Linked DNA regions of Sus scrofa: region 1 is linked to region 2. Evidence: chromatin contacts called from public HiChIP or PLAC-seq data. All regions are on one chromosome and are shown on one strand. Each heading gives the region's core, a stretch centred on a gene start, on an enhancer-like site or on the middle of the called end of the contact. The rest is flanking DNA. Distances are from core to core; before and after follow the strand shown.

What was found. HiChIP or PLAC-seq counts read pairs in DNA pulled down with a chosen protein or histone mark.
Region 1: a contact with region 2 is called in an H3K27ac HiChIP or PLAC-seq map of skeletal muscle. The contact joins two enhancer-like sites. A contact is called at or near these places in 3 of 47 Hi-C or Micro-C datasets (embryonic fibroblasts and skeletal muscle) and 1 of 2 datasets of contacts at active chromatin or transcription factors (skeletal muscle).

What each region holds. Positions count from the first base shown.
Region 1 is chr2:145,211,543-145,217,586 of Sscrofa11.1, reverse strand. No RefSeq gene overlaps it. Among named protein-coding and RNA genes, the nearest start is that of NR3C1, 280 kb to the right of the region's middle. Within about 2 kb of position 1,691, at least 11 of the 83 cell types and tissues checked have an H3K27ac peak or open chromatin away from gene starts, as enhancers often do. A contact at or near this core is called in skeletal muscle, where this site is marked.
Region 2 is chr2:144,765,360-144,771,575 of Sscrofa11.1, reverse strand. All of the region lies in intron 22 of ARHGAP26 (rho GTPase-activating protein 26), which reads right to left. Among named protein-coding and RNA genes, the nearest start is that of NR3C1, 160 kb to the left of the region's middle. Within about 2 kb of position 4,750, at least 32 of the 83 cell types and tissues checked have an H3K27ac peak or open chromatin away from gene starts, as enhancers often do. A contact at or near this core is called in skeletal muscle, where this site is marked.

The sequences.
Region 1 (6,044 bases), core at 442-2,941, 450 kb before region 2:
CTGCAGCTCTGATTCGACCCCTAGCCTGGGACCTTCCAAAAAAAGAGAAGAAAAAAAATCCATATTCATGTATTTTATAGCATATGAAATTTTAAAGAATATAGTGTCCTATGTATAATGTAAAAGGACAGTAAAAGTCATAAAGTAACATTTCATCAGTAAGAACTCTCAGGCGTGACAACAGTAGAAGATATTTTTTAAGAGATACAATATATTACCATGGATTTTGCTATTCCTAATACTGAGAGTATGTATGACCATGAATGCAACCATCACAATGCAGCCTGATAGAGTTGTGTTCACTGGTGACTCAAAAACTTCTTGGTGCATTGCTGTCTGCAGTGTGATTTTCCCGCCGCATACACCCCGCAACTTCCCAGTGATGAAAACCTCTTGGTAACATTCCAAAGAAATCAAAATACGATCTCCTTCTTTTATTTTTACAGTAGTTGCATTCCTAGAAAATTCAGGCTGCATTAAGACTGTATAAAAACAATTCGTGATTATGTCTCAAAGAATTGGTTTTAGGCTCCAGGATGTCTGTCAGGACAATTCTTGGTTGTATAAGACTGTCTAATCTAGCCTCCCTAGGCCCCACTGACTAAATGCCAACCACATTACCTCAATCATTGGGACTAGCAAAAATCCTCCCACAAATTTCCAAAACGTTTCTGGGGAAGTGGTATCTACCTCCTTGAAAAGCACTGCTTTCGTCAGCCCACGGAGTTCCCAAAAAGTTATGTGTCAATTTGATTCTCATACCTGGATCTGAATTTTCACATGTTAAGTGTTCATAAAACAAGGTGCATTTTTTTTAAAAAAAGACAGGTTTCTGCAGCATGCACAAAGGTGGCCCTGATTCACTGTAAGTAATGTTCTCGAATCCTCCTAGGTGGTGACCTAAGACACTAGCCCGGATGTCTCTCAAGTGAGAAGGCAAAGTTAACGTACGTGTGTGTGGAAGCTGGTAAACAAAGAGCAGGTGGACCACAAGTATGATACAGATGCACTGGCACAGGTACAGGCATCTGTATATTCAGCTGACTCGAGGGCTAGGCAAATGCCCTTGGCTGTCTCGAAGGTCCATGGGGTCGGTTCAGGAAAAAGGTAAGCCCAGGGCGAGGAGGATGTCAGCAGTTGCTAGGAGACTAACAGTCTGTGAAGGAAACAAAGGAAGTGAGTCAGGGGAGAGTGTGAATGTAGGGTTAAGGATAGCAGTGATGTCGCGGTCAGCCCAGGTGAAGGTGACCACGGCTCTGAGAACTACGTGGTGGATGTTGCTTCTTGAGTTACAGCTTCTTGCATCTCGATCTTGAACTGGAGGGAGCACCTAGTGCACGGCACAGAAGGATGTTTTCATCCCCGTCCTCACGTGGGAGCAGCGCACGGGGATATGAGCTTCCTTTCTCCATGCTTCCCAAGACACCTTGCGCTATCTTTACATTTCAGGAAAGCCAACCCCCCTCAGCTGTGTGAGGCAGACATCTGTTGACCATATTCCATGGATCAGAGTTGTGTCTGTTTTTCTCTCCCTTTGGGAGAAGGAATGGTGGGCGTGACTCCACGCAGAAATTCTGGCAAGCCAATAAAGACCACCGTCCAAGTTCCCTCAAGCTAACCATGCATGGCTCAGTCTTAGTGTAGTTTGCATGCCTGCCTCAGATTCCTGTCTTTAAGAAGGCTCTGAAAATCAGGCCCAGACAGACTCCAATGCCTATTCATCTGAAGTTCACCAGGCAGTGTGCCTGGTGTCATTTGAGCAAGCCGTTTCGCAGCCAGCTTTTTTTTTTTTTTTTTAATGACATGATTGCCCAGGCTTTCAAATCCCATTATGAAACTTTTCATCCTTTACTCAGGGCTTTTTTTTTTTTTTTTAATCTGCCATTTTAGTTTGACGGAAAGAGATGTTGAGCAGAAATAATAGCAAAATTGCTCTTTGGGACCAGATGATATCATGAGTCATGCCACATTTGGGGATCTGTAGTTGCCACATTTTTCCCTCTCCTGAAATTCTTAATGACTGACAGTGGTTGGTTATCAGGGAAGATAGGAAGAAGGCTGGACTAATCCCAGGGCAGCTTGGAGGTTCATTAGAAGGGAGGGAGGAGAGGCCCACCAGCCCTGGCCTGGGGCCACAGAAAACAAGGAGACCCCTAGCTGTGTCCTGCCAGGCATTCAGAGCCCTGCATGGAGGCAGCCTGATTGTTATTGGAAACAGTTACTGGCCAACGGCAGTGTTGTGCCTGCTGCTTCACTACGGTGACACACAACCTCAGGGCTGCAACACGATCCTCTCCATGTCGAGGGGGATGCAGAGTGCCTCCTACATACCCTAAGTCAAATCAGGGCTCCACAACTGGCTCTAAGAGAAGCAGTTACATATTCTTGTGAACATTCTCCTAGGTGTTTTCAGCTGCCAGGGAGTTCTCTCACATCAGCCTATCTAGAGAAAGCTGCAGGTGATGTTACAGCGTGGTTCTCACGTCTTCTCACCTGGTCTCACACATGGGGTCTGCTGGGAAAAGTGGATGCAGGATTCCTGGGGCACTTATCTTCACAGCTATGACCTAGCATCTCGCCCGGCACCTGGCTGTGGAGTAGGAATGAATACATAAGGAAGGCAAGCCAAGGTGGAACGGGTGTGAGGCATTCCTCCCTCCGCCCCGTCCTTCTCTCCCTGCCTCCCCCGTCCCACTCCACACCACTCCTGTTTCTCCAAAAAGTGAGGTCAACATCAGTATAACATCTAGTCATGAAATGGACAGTGCTAAGTAACTAAAAGAAACAGTGTCCATGTTAGTTATGAGTTTTGAGCCAGAAGGGCGTCAGGAAGACCTGCATTTTGGTCTTATCCTTCACCACCTGCTATTGGGCAACCTTGAACAAATTGTTAAAAATCTCTTAGCCTAATTGCTCCTCTAGCAAGTACAGATAGTAATAGTCCCACCTTATCCGTTTGTTATAAGAATTAGAGATAATTCATGTCAAGTGCTTGCACTGTGCTTGGGACTTTAGTGTTCAAGAAGTGTTAGCTGCTTTTATTATTTTCCCATAGGCTACTCATCACAACTGTGTGAGTATCAGCTCAGCGAGGTGACTGCTGCTAGGTCTGTGCCGCTCTGAGGAAAATTGCCGTCTCATCCATCTTGGGAGCAACTGGAATTATTCTCTGTACTGATTTGACCATGGATTAGCTTGGTTGCTATGGCTATATTACTTAACCTTCGGGGCTTCAGCGTCTTTGTTGTAAACACAGACAGCTGCTCTGTCTATACTCAAAGATCATTACACGTGAGAATGTTTAGGAAGGGCCCTAAAGACTGAGTATGAGTTTTTGGTTTATGCTATTGCCTAGATGCCTAACATTTGGGAATTAGATTAGGGAGGGAGAAGGGATGGAATGTACATTAAAGGCATTTATTCCAACTTTACTGATGAAGACGTCAATGAAGTGAAGGATTCATGATCCATAATAATGAGGTCAACTGCTCTAGCCGTGTGGAGGTCAGTAGGCATGTCCTCTCGGGAGAGCTAAGTCAGTCACATGACCTCAGTTTTTTTCTTTCAATGACACCACGTGATGTTAAAAGGAAAGTTGTTTTAGCTTTAGACAGTTAAAGCCAGAAAATTCAGGCCGTGTTTTCCACTAGTATGCAGTTCTCTCCCTCATATACCATAAAACAAAATCACAAGGATTGAAAGGCCATGGCAAAGAAGGTAAAATAGTGGATCCAATCGTCGTCATAATTATGGGAATATTATTTGAACATACTGTGCTAAAATCTTTGCATATATTCTCTCACTTAATTCCAGCCTGTAAAGTAGATGCCATCATCTCCGTGCCTCTGGAAGGAAGAAATTAAGGCTTGTAGAGATTAAGTAACATGGCCAGGTCGCTGGCTGTGAATTATGGAACATTGCCCTTTTTTAGTGTCTACTTTCCTTGTCTTGTCACCTCAAGGACAGTTGAGTGTACCTGACTGCTCAGAGTCAGCCCCTTTTGCTTGACAGCAGGTGAGGCAGAGTGACTTCAGAGCACTGGATCGCGCAGGTCGATGCTCTCTCCTCTTGTGCTGGTAAAAAGTCCAGAGCGATCCTGTGCCATTGATACTTGGTTTGCAGGACCCCATACATTTGCCTAATGTTTGGGAATTCGGTTTAGGTTAGGGAGGGAGAAGGGATGGGACGTACATTAAAGGCGTTTATCCTATCTTACTGATGAACGTGCCAGTGAATTGAAGCTGTGGCTCTGAATCCTCTGCAGTGGCAGAGATTCTAGTCCTTGTACACACCATCAGCCTCTCCATCCTTGCAGTGACCCAATGGGTGGCCTATTGTCAACTAGTCTACTGATCACTTTCCTTCCTCTTCATTTATGGAGCATTTCCTCTACGTTAAGCCCATCCATGCTGAGCATGTGGGATCATAAAAAGGGAAAAAATTGTCCCTGTCCCCCAAGAGCAACTGTTTTGGTGAAAAGTGAGATAAATGACTCACCAGAAAGGGAGGTAGAGAGAGAGAGACACATGGAGAGATGAGACAGTGACGAATAGAAGAACAAAGACGAGAATGATGTGCTCTATGAGCAGGGATGGAAGGGTGACTAATTTCAGCTGAAGGCTGGGGATCTGAAATCCCTCCCAGCAGAGATAGCATTGGATCTCGGTTTTGAAAGAAGAATGGGAGCCGAATCTGGGAAGAAAGGTTACACTACCAGGAGGAGAAGACTTAACTGTCAAATCCAGAGATAGCCATTCTGTACCTTGTTCTCACTGAGCCCAGCTATACTGTGAGTTGCCTTCTCTACACACCAGCCCAGGGGATCACCACCAGTTCAACGGAACCGATGGATGAATCCTCCTGGCCTTTTCTGACTTACTTCTTTATTGACTTCAAAGGCAGGACTATTAAACTAAGCAATAGGGGAATGGATCCATCCTAGGAGACACAAATAGATGGCCATTTGATTTCAGAGAGGGACTTCATAAAAAAGAAAGCACACATGGAAGTACCTACTCAGTAACATGTCCTTGAACCTCTTAGCGCCTACCTTTCTCTTATCTGCACCATTCTCAGTGCTTTATTTAACAGAGACATCTCTTGTTCACCTAGGTTGTGTGGGTCCTTTTGTGAGGCCCCATACAAAGATGTATAAGATCTGACGTCTGTCTTCAGTGAATCATCAACTAATGGGAGTAATAAAACCAGTGTACAGAAAACTGTATACACGTCCACATAATCAAAATGTCACATGCATAGATATTTTGAAGTTCTCCCCTATCCCACCTATCACCAAGGGAACTGGTGTGAAACATTCTCTTTAAGATGCAGAGTGGAGGAGTTCCTGTCGTGGTGCAGTGGTTAATGAATCTGACTAGGAACAGTGAGGTTGTAGGTTCAGTCCCTGGCCTTGCTCAGTGGTTAAGGATCCGGCATTGTCATGAGCTATGGTGTAGGTTGCAGAGGGGGCTCGGATCCTGCTTTGCTGTGGCTCTGGTGTAGGCCAGTGGCTACAGCTCTGATTCGACCCCTAGCCTGGGAACCTCCATATGCCACAGGAGCAGCCCAAGAAATGGCAAAAAGACAAAAAAAAAAAAAAAAAAAAAAAAAAAAAAAAAAAAAAAACAGAGTGGAACCACAAGAGAAAGGATCACAGAATAAGAAAATTACTTGTTTTCAAGGTTTCTCAGCTTTAGTTCTTCTGTATGATTTCACCTTCAATTTCAAGTTTTGAGGTATATCCACCATGTCCCTTTGTATTGGATAACATTATATAATATTCATCTCAGCTGATTATCTTACCTAAATAATGAGCCTGTAAAAATGGGGGGGGGGATTGACAAGAGAAAAATCCCTTGCAGGTATTAATGTTGGATCCAAATAAAAGAATAAATTACTTTTATATCTGACCCAGAACACGTAGAAGAAGAATGGAGAGCCTGTGTCTTCAACTAATTTAAATAAAAGATGAAATTGAAACAGAAAGCAGTAACCAAATTAGTCATCTTGTTACAGAGAAAATATAACCTGCTTCATTATTGTAA
Region 2 (6,216 bases), core at 3,501-6,000:
GCATTGATTTTTTTGTATTTTAGAGTCTCTTGTTTTTTTTTTTTTTTGGACTTAAAACAAAAAAAACTATTCCAAACAAAATTACCAAGAGAAGCACATTAACCCTGAAACATTAACGGAGTTCATTTAAGCTCATATGGTCTCAAAACTCAGAATAGCAAACAACAACAGCTTTGTGTGCTTAATCACTTTTTATAATGAAACTTACAAAAAGGAAACACGTAGAGACTCCCCCACAATTTGGGAGCCATTTAGGCAAGCAAATATTCAACATCAGGCAAAAAAATCAAAGACTTGAAGAAGCATCCTCCTTAACTTTGAGGAGTTTTAGTTTATTTAATAGTCTTGGAATAGCTCTCTCTTGGTCCAACCATATCCTCCCTTAGTTGTTTGCTTTTGTTTTTTTTTTCTTTTTATGACTGCACTTGCAGCATATGGAAGTTCCTGGGCTAGGGGCTGAGTCGAGGCTGCAGCTGCAGCCTACGCCGCTGCCATGACAACATCGGATTCAGCTACACCTGCAACCTACACTGCAGCTTGTGGCAATGCCAGATCCTTCACCCACTGAGCCACAATGGGAACTCCCCCTCCCTCAGTTTCCTTCCCTGTTCTCCAGAGTTTTTCTCCTTCCTAAATCTAAGTCTGAAAGCTCTCTCTGTTGCAGTTTGAAAAATTTCTACCCCTTTGATTTTTCCACATCCAAAGAATATATACACCCAGTGTTCTGGGACATCACAATCCATCGCCATGGAAACTATTGTGATATTGGAAAAATTATACACAATCCAGCTGAGTCTGCAAAGCAGTCAACAGCAGAAAGAAAGACGTAATCGTGGACTTGGAGATGAGGGTTGTTCATGTTTGCACCCGGTTGCATACAAATCCCCATTGGGCGAGGCAGGACACTTGCTCTCCATGTTTTAGGAAACCTCCAATTTTTCTGAGATTGTGTGGAGAGAATGAATTTTCTCCTCTTCTCTTCCTAGGTTAATTGACTTCCTGAGCTTGTTTTAGAAAAGCATGTCCGCCCCTAACACGACTATAAACCTCTAGTTTCTGTTTGTAGGGAAAGAAGAAAGAACAGAAACCAAAGAAAGTAATAGGGAGGCAGCAGAAGGCCACACACGAAGGCTTTTTACAAAGATCAGGGTCAGCCTTGGCTAGGTCTTGAAGGCTTCCTTGGGAAAAGACACAATCAAACATCTCTATGAGCTGGCCTCCAGCAGGCCTGTGTGATTTCGTAGCTCTAGGCTTTAGGCACCATCCCAAGCAGAGAGGGTATTTTGGATTCATGACATCACACGAGACGTTTGGGCGAGAAGTGCCACGGAAGAAAGGCCACAACACAACTTGAAAGCAGCCCCGCCTCTCCCATGACCAAGCTCTTCCAGCCCATCGCTAACATACGAGCTAGCATCCAAACACTCCCGCCTTCTGCCCATCCATCCGGCGGATACTCCAACATCAGTTCAGTTTCTTTAACCTACCAAGGGATGATGAGCGGCCTCTCCTCCCTCAGGGAATTCTTGTGAGGGGTCAGGTGCCCACAGGGAGAAAGCACTGTAAATACTCAGGACAGGTGAGCCGGTAGGGGACCCCGAGTCATTGGTCTAGTCACTAGGACTGGTCAGCAGGACTCTCCTGGTACAACTTAAGGACCTGGGCTCAACAACCAGCTAAGCCTGGGGAAATCGCAAATGTTCAGAACCAAGACCAAACCAATCAAACTCACTCCCCCAAACCAAAGATTGAGAAAGAATAAATCAAACAAAACATAAAGAATTAAAAAAAAAAAAAAAAGACCCCTCCCACTTGATGGCAGAGCTCCTAGCTGGGTTGTTGTTCCACCAGCTGTACTGAGTCCATCTGGTTTAGGCTGTCTTCCTTCCCGGCCAGCTGTTCAAACACAGCTCAGGTGCAGAGGTGGCAACGTCCGCAAACATTAGAAATGGAATTTGCAGAGTAAGGGAAGAATCAGAGGGGACAAAGGAGGCCCTCCAAACTAGAGAACAAGAGACGTGTCACAGGGGATGGCAGGGGACAATGCAGCCTTTGGGTCAGACTGCTGACTCCGTGGAGCCAGCAAGCCAGGCTGCAGGCAGGTGTGCTACCAGACCAGGTACAACAGATCCACCTGGCCGTGTATTAAAACTGCTGATTCCTAGGCCCCATGGCCCATCAGAGAGCAGAACTGCTAGGAGTGGAGCCCAGGGATCTGCATTTTAACTCATTCACAGAAAGCTGTCACTTTGCTGTGCCAAAATGTCCTGTAATCCTGATTATAAGAATTAATGGGGGAGAGAGGCAGCTCCAGAGGCGTCCTGTGGTCTTCTATTTCCCTTCCTCGTCCTTCAAGGCTTCGTTGAAGCCCCACCTCCTCCATAAATAGCATAAATATATCATCACACGCCATCTACCTGCTCCCCTGTTCGCCAGGCTCGTGGGATGTTTACCGTACATTTTGCATATTGCTCCTGGCCCTGTTAATGCAGTTCAGATGTGTTAAGCTTTGGTTCCCCCACTAGCTTTTAGCGCATTTTAGTTTGGATTCTATTCCTTGACATTCTTCGTGGACGGCCGACTCGTGAATCACAATGATGGAATTGAACAACGACAGGACTTCCTCTGTGGCTCATGGCTCACATGCTAACTACTCGGCACTGTCTCTGCAGGGGCTCTGGTTCGATCCCTGCACTGGGACCTTTCATATGCTGCAGGTCGCACATTTAAAAAACACAACAAAACCAGAGGTGAACAACTACAAATGGAGACTTGGAAACAGCCATGAACTAAGAGATTTAAACATATATTCACTCACTTGGTCTTAAAGATCGTAGCTTGTCATATTACTACCCCCATTTCACAGATGAGAAAATCAAGGTGGAGAGAGGCAAATTCATTTGTGCAAGGTCCCAACAGTAGAACCAGAATTTGCACCTGGCTTGTTTGAGCCCAGGGACCAAGCGCTTTTCCACGGCACGATCCTTTATCCAACCAGAAAACAGGCTCCTGGAGGATCAGCACAACGGGCCGGGGCGAGCCCACACTAAGCAGTGGGCCCTTTGCTAAGGGCTTCACCTGCATCTCTTCTTCTTGCCTTCAGAAAGACCTCGAAGAGGGCTCTGCCTGTATTCTCGTTTTACTGACGAGAAACAGAGGCTTGGAGAAGTTAAGTGTCTTGCCCCAAATGACAGTGCACGACAGAGGTGGATCTGAACTCAGGACACCTGACTCCAGGGTCTGTGGCCTTTGGCGCTACCACGTGGGCCCGGCTCAATGCTCTGTACGTCGAAGATGCTCAGAAGTACTTGCTGGGCTGAGTCACACCCATGTCCAACCTTCTGAATGGCACCAGTGTCCCCGGTGCTATGCAAACACATGCAGGAGTCTATGCCAGCCCAGCAGGCATGTGATAAATATAAGCAGGTGCTGACACAGGCCTGCCCCGCCAGCTACGCTCTCTCAGCTCAATCCACATCCACACCATACGCCCCTGCACACATGTGGCTCATGCTCCTCTGGCACCTTCATGCGCTGTGGACCAGGAGCAAGTGTGGGACTAAGACCTCTGATGGCCCGCTGCTCCAAGCGGAAGCAGCCCTGGCTGCAAGAGACACAGACCCCTGTGTAGCTGAAGATGTGGGCTCACTGAACAAACACACGGTGCCAGGTCCCTGCCCACAGGACAGAACAAGCGGATGAGAGTCTGCTCTTGGGGAGGAACCATCTAGACAGAGAGTAAGCCTGAGCGGGGCGCAAGAGACTGGCAGGGGGCGGGGCGGAGGGGGGGCGGGGAGCTCGGAAACCTGAAACCTAAATAATCCAAAGGAGCCGGCCAGGCAGGGGATTACACGAGGGTAAAGGCCCGAGATGGGGAGAAGCTTGTGGTTTCCGAAGAGCGGTCTGCAAGTTTTTCTGAAAAAGCCTCATCATCGCTGTGTCACTGCTCAACTCTGCTACTGTTGTGCCACAGAGAACATGTGAGCAGAGAGACACGGGTGGCTGGGTTCCAGGGAGGCTTTGTTTACAAAAACAGGCTGCGGGCTGGATTCCACTGGCAGGTCAGGGTTTGCTGACTCTGAGAACATAAAGAAGCTCCCGGAGGCTGCCGTGACTCGAGCTAGGGTGAGAGGGGCCAGAGGGCAGGCGCAGGACCAAGAGCTCCGCGCCCATGATGCTAAGAGCAACAGGAGGCTACTCGAGCACCAGAAGCAGGAGAATAACACGCGACTTCCATTTTTCGAAGATCAGCCTGGCTGCTGTGCAGAGCGTGGGTTACGGGAGGCAGGAATGCAAGTGACGAGACCAGTCCGGCAGCTGGCGGCCACGCCCTGGGGGGAGGTTGAAAGGCTCCACCGAGGAACTCCCCCATCGCCCCACGGCCTGAGAGGTCCTTTATTAGCAAAGGACACCGGGGGCAGCCCAGCCTGTACCCTGGGAATGAAGGATCCCGCCCATGTCAGATCCTGATTAAAAGTATCCCCAGAAGCCGACTGCAGTGAATGCATGTGAATTTTCCAGGTACCACTAATCACACTGCTTCTCGATGACTAATGCTCCTGAGAACACGAGTTCTTGCTCTTTCCAGTTACTGTCTGAGGTGCTCTTGGAGAAATGGATAGTTTCCTAGTAGACGGTCAAGGGCTGACAGCGGAGTTATTTCTGAGTATTGCACAGCCATTCCCCATGGCACAGAGTCCAAACGCCGACGGAGCAGCCTCTCCAGATGCGCAGCGGTCCCCGGAATCCAGAGGCTTGGAGATGAATCATCATGAACCACAGACTTTCCCCTCCAGGTGCCCCTCCCTCTTCCTCCTCCTCTTCTTCTTGATCCTGATAAAGATCTCTCTCTCTCTAACACACACACACACACACACACACACACACACCCTCTCTCTCTCACTAGCTCACTCTTCTGTTACTAGGAAACTCTCTTCTGATTGGTCTGATGATGTAACCTGACAGCAACAGAGCATCCAACTCAAACTGCTCTTACTTGGTATCTCCAGCAATAAGTTACCAAGAGAGAGAACAACAACAAAAAAAGATCTCCTGAACAAGGAAATAGTTATTTTCTCCTCTAATGCCCCCTTTCTACGGAAGAGGTGAAGGCCGGGGGAAAGGAGGCTATTAGTAGCATTTTCCAAATATCGGACATCCTAAAACATTACCAACCAACCAGTCTGAACCCCGGCTGACACTCTGTCAGACCCCTTCTTCGACAGCAGCTCAGTCCACACTGAGCGGTGTTGTTCTTGGGGCTGGATTTGGCCTTTGGCTCTTCAGGGAATTGGAAAGGTCACTGGCATTGCTAGTGAAAAAGAAAACTAGTGTCAACGAACCCTGCCCTGACCCCTAGAGACCACAGGAAGGCAGGGGGAGGCCTGAGACTCGCTTGAGCTCTCGCTGTTCTTATAGGCTTTGTGGCAGTTACTGAACTGGGAGGCAGGGGAGTCACAGAACCTGCTGGGAAGGAAAGGACTTGGCAGTGAAAAATCAAGTATCTTCTGTCTTTTTTTTTTTTTGGTTAGTTAAACCAGTTCAAAAAGGAGATGTAAAAACAGAAGAAGGTGGGCATGTCAAAGGTACAACCGCTGTGGAAATCAGTCCCGCGGTTCCTCAAACAGTGAAACAGAGTTACCACGTGACCTAGCAAGCCCATCCCGAGGTGTGCTACCAAGGGAGTGGAAAACAGCCACCCCCCCAAAAAAAAAACTTGTATGTGGATGTTTACAGAGACATTACTAATAACAGCCACAAGTGGAAATAATGGAAAGGTCCCTCAATGGCATAACCAAATGTGGTACATCCATACAATGGAATATTACGCATCAAGAAAAAAGGAGTGAGGTGCTGATGCCTCCAACATGGGTGATGTTGCAAATACTATACAAAGTGAAAGAAGTCAGTCACAAAACCACGGTGTGTATAATTCCATTTCCGTGAAACTGCTGCAGGGAACAGGGGTGGTGAAGCTATTGCGGAACTGGTGCTGATGGGTGCACTAAGACCTAGTAAACTGTATATTTGAAATGGGTAAGCTGTATGGTATGAAATAAATAAAGCTGCTTAAAACAATGGAAGAAGGCTGCACGCAGGTAGAGGAGGTCCAAACAAGACACACAGCCATACACAGAGCTTTTGAGAGCTTAGGCCACCCCTGCCCCTGGGATCAGGGGTCGTCTGCGCTATCAGAGCGAACAGCTAATGGGAACA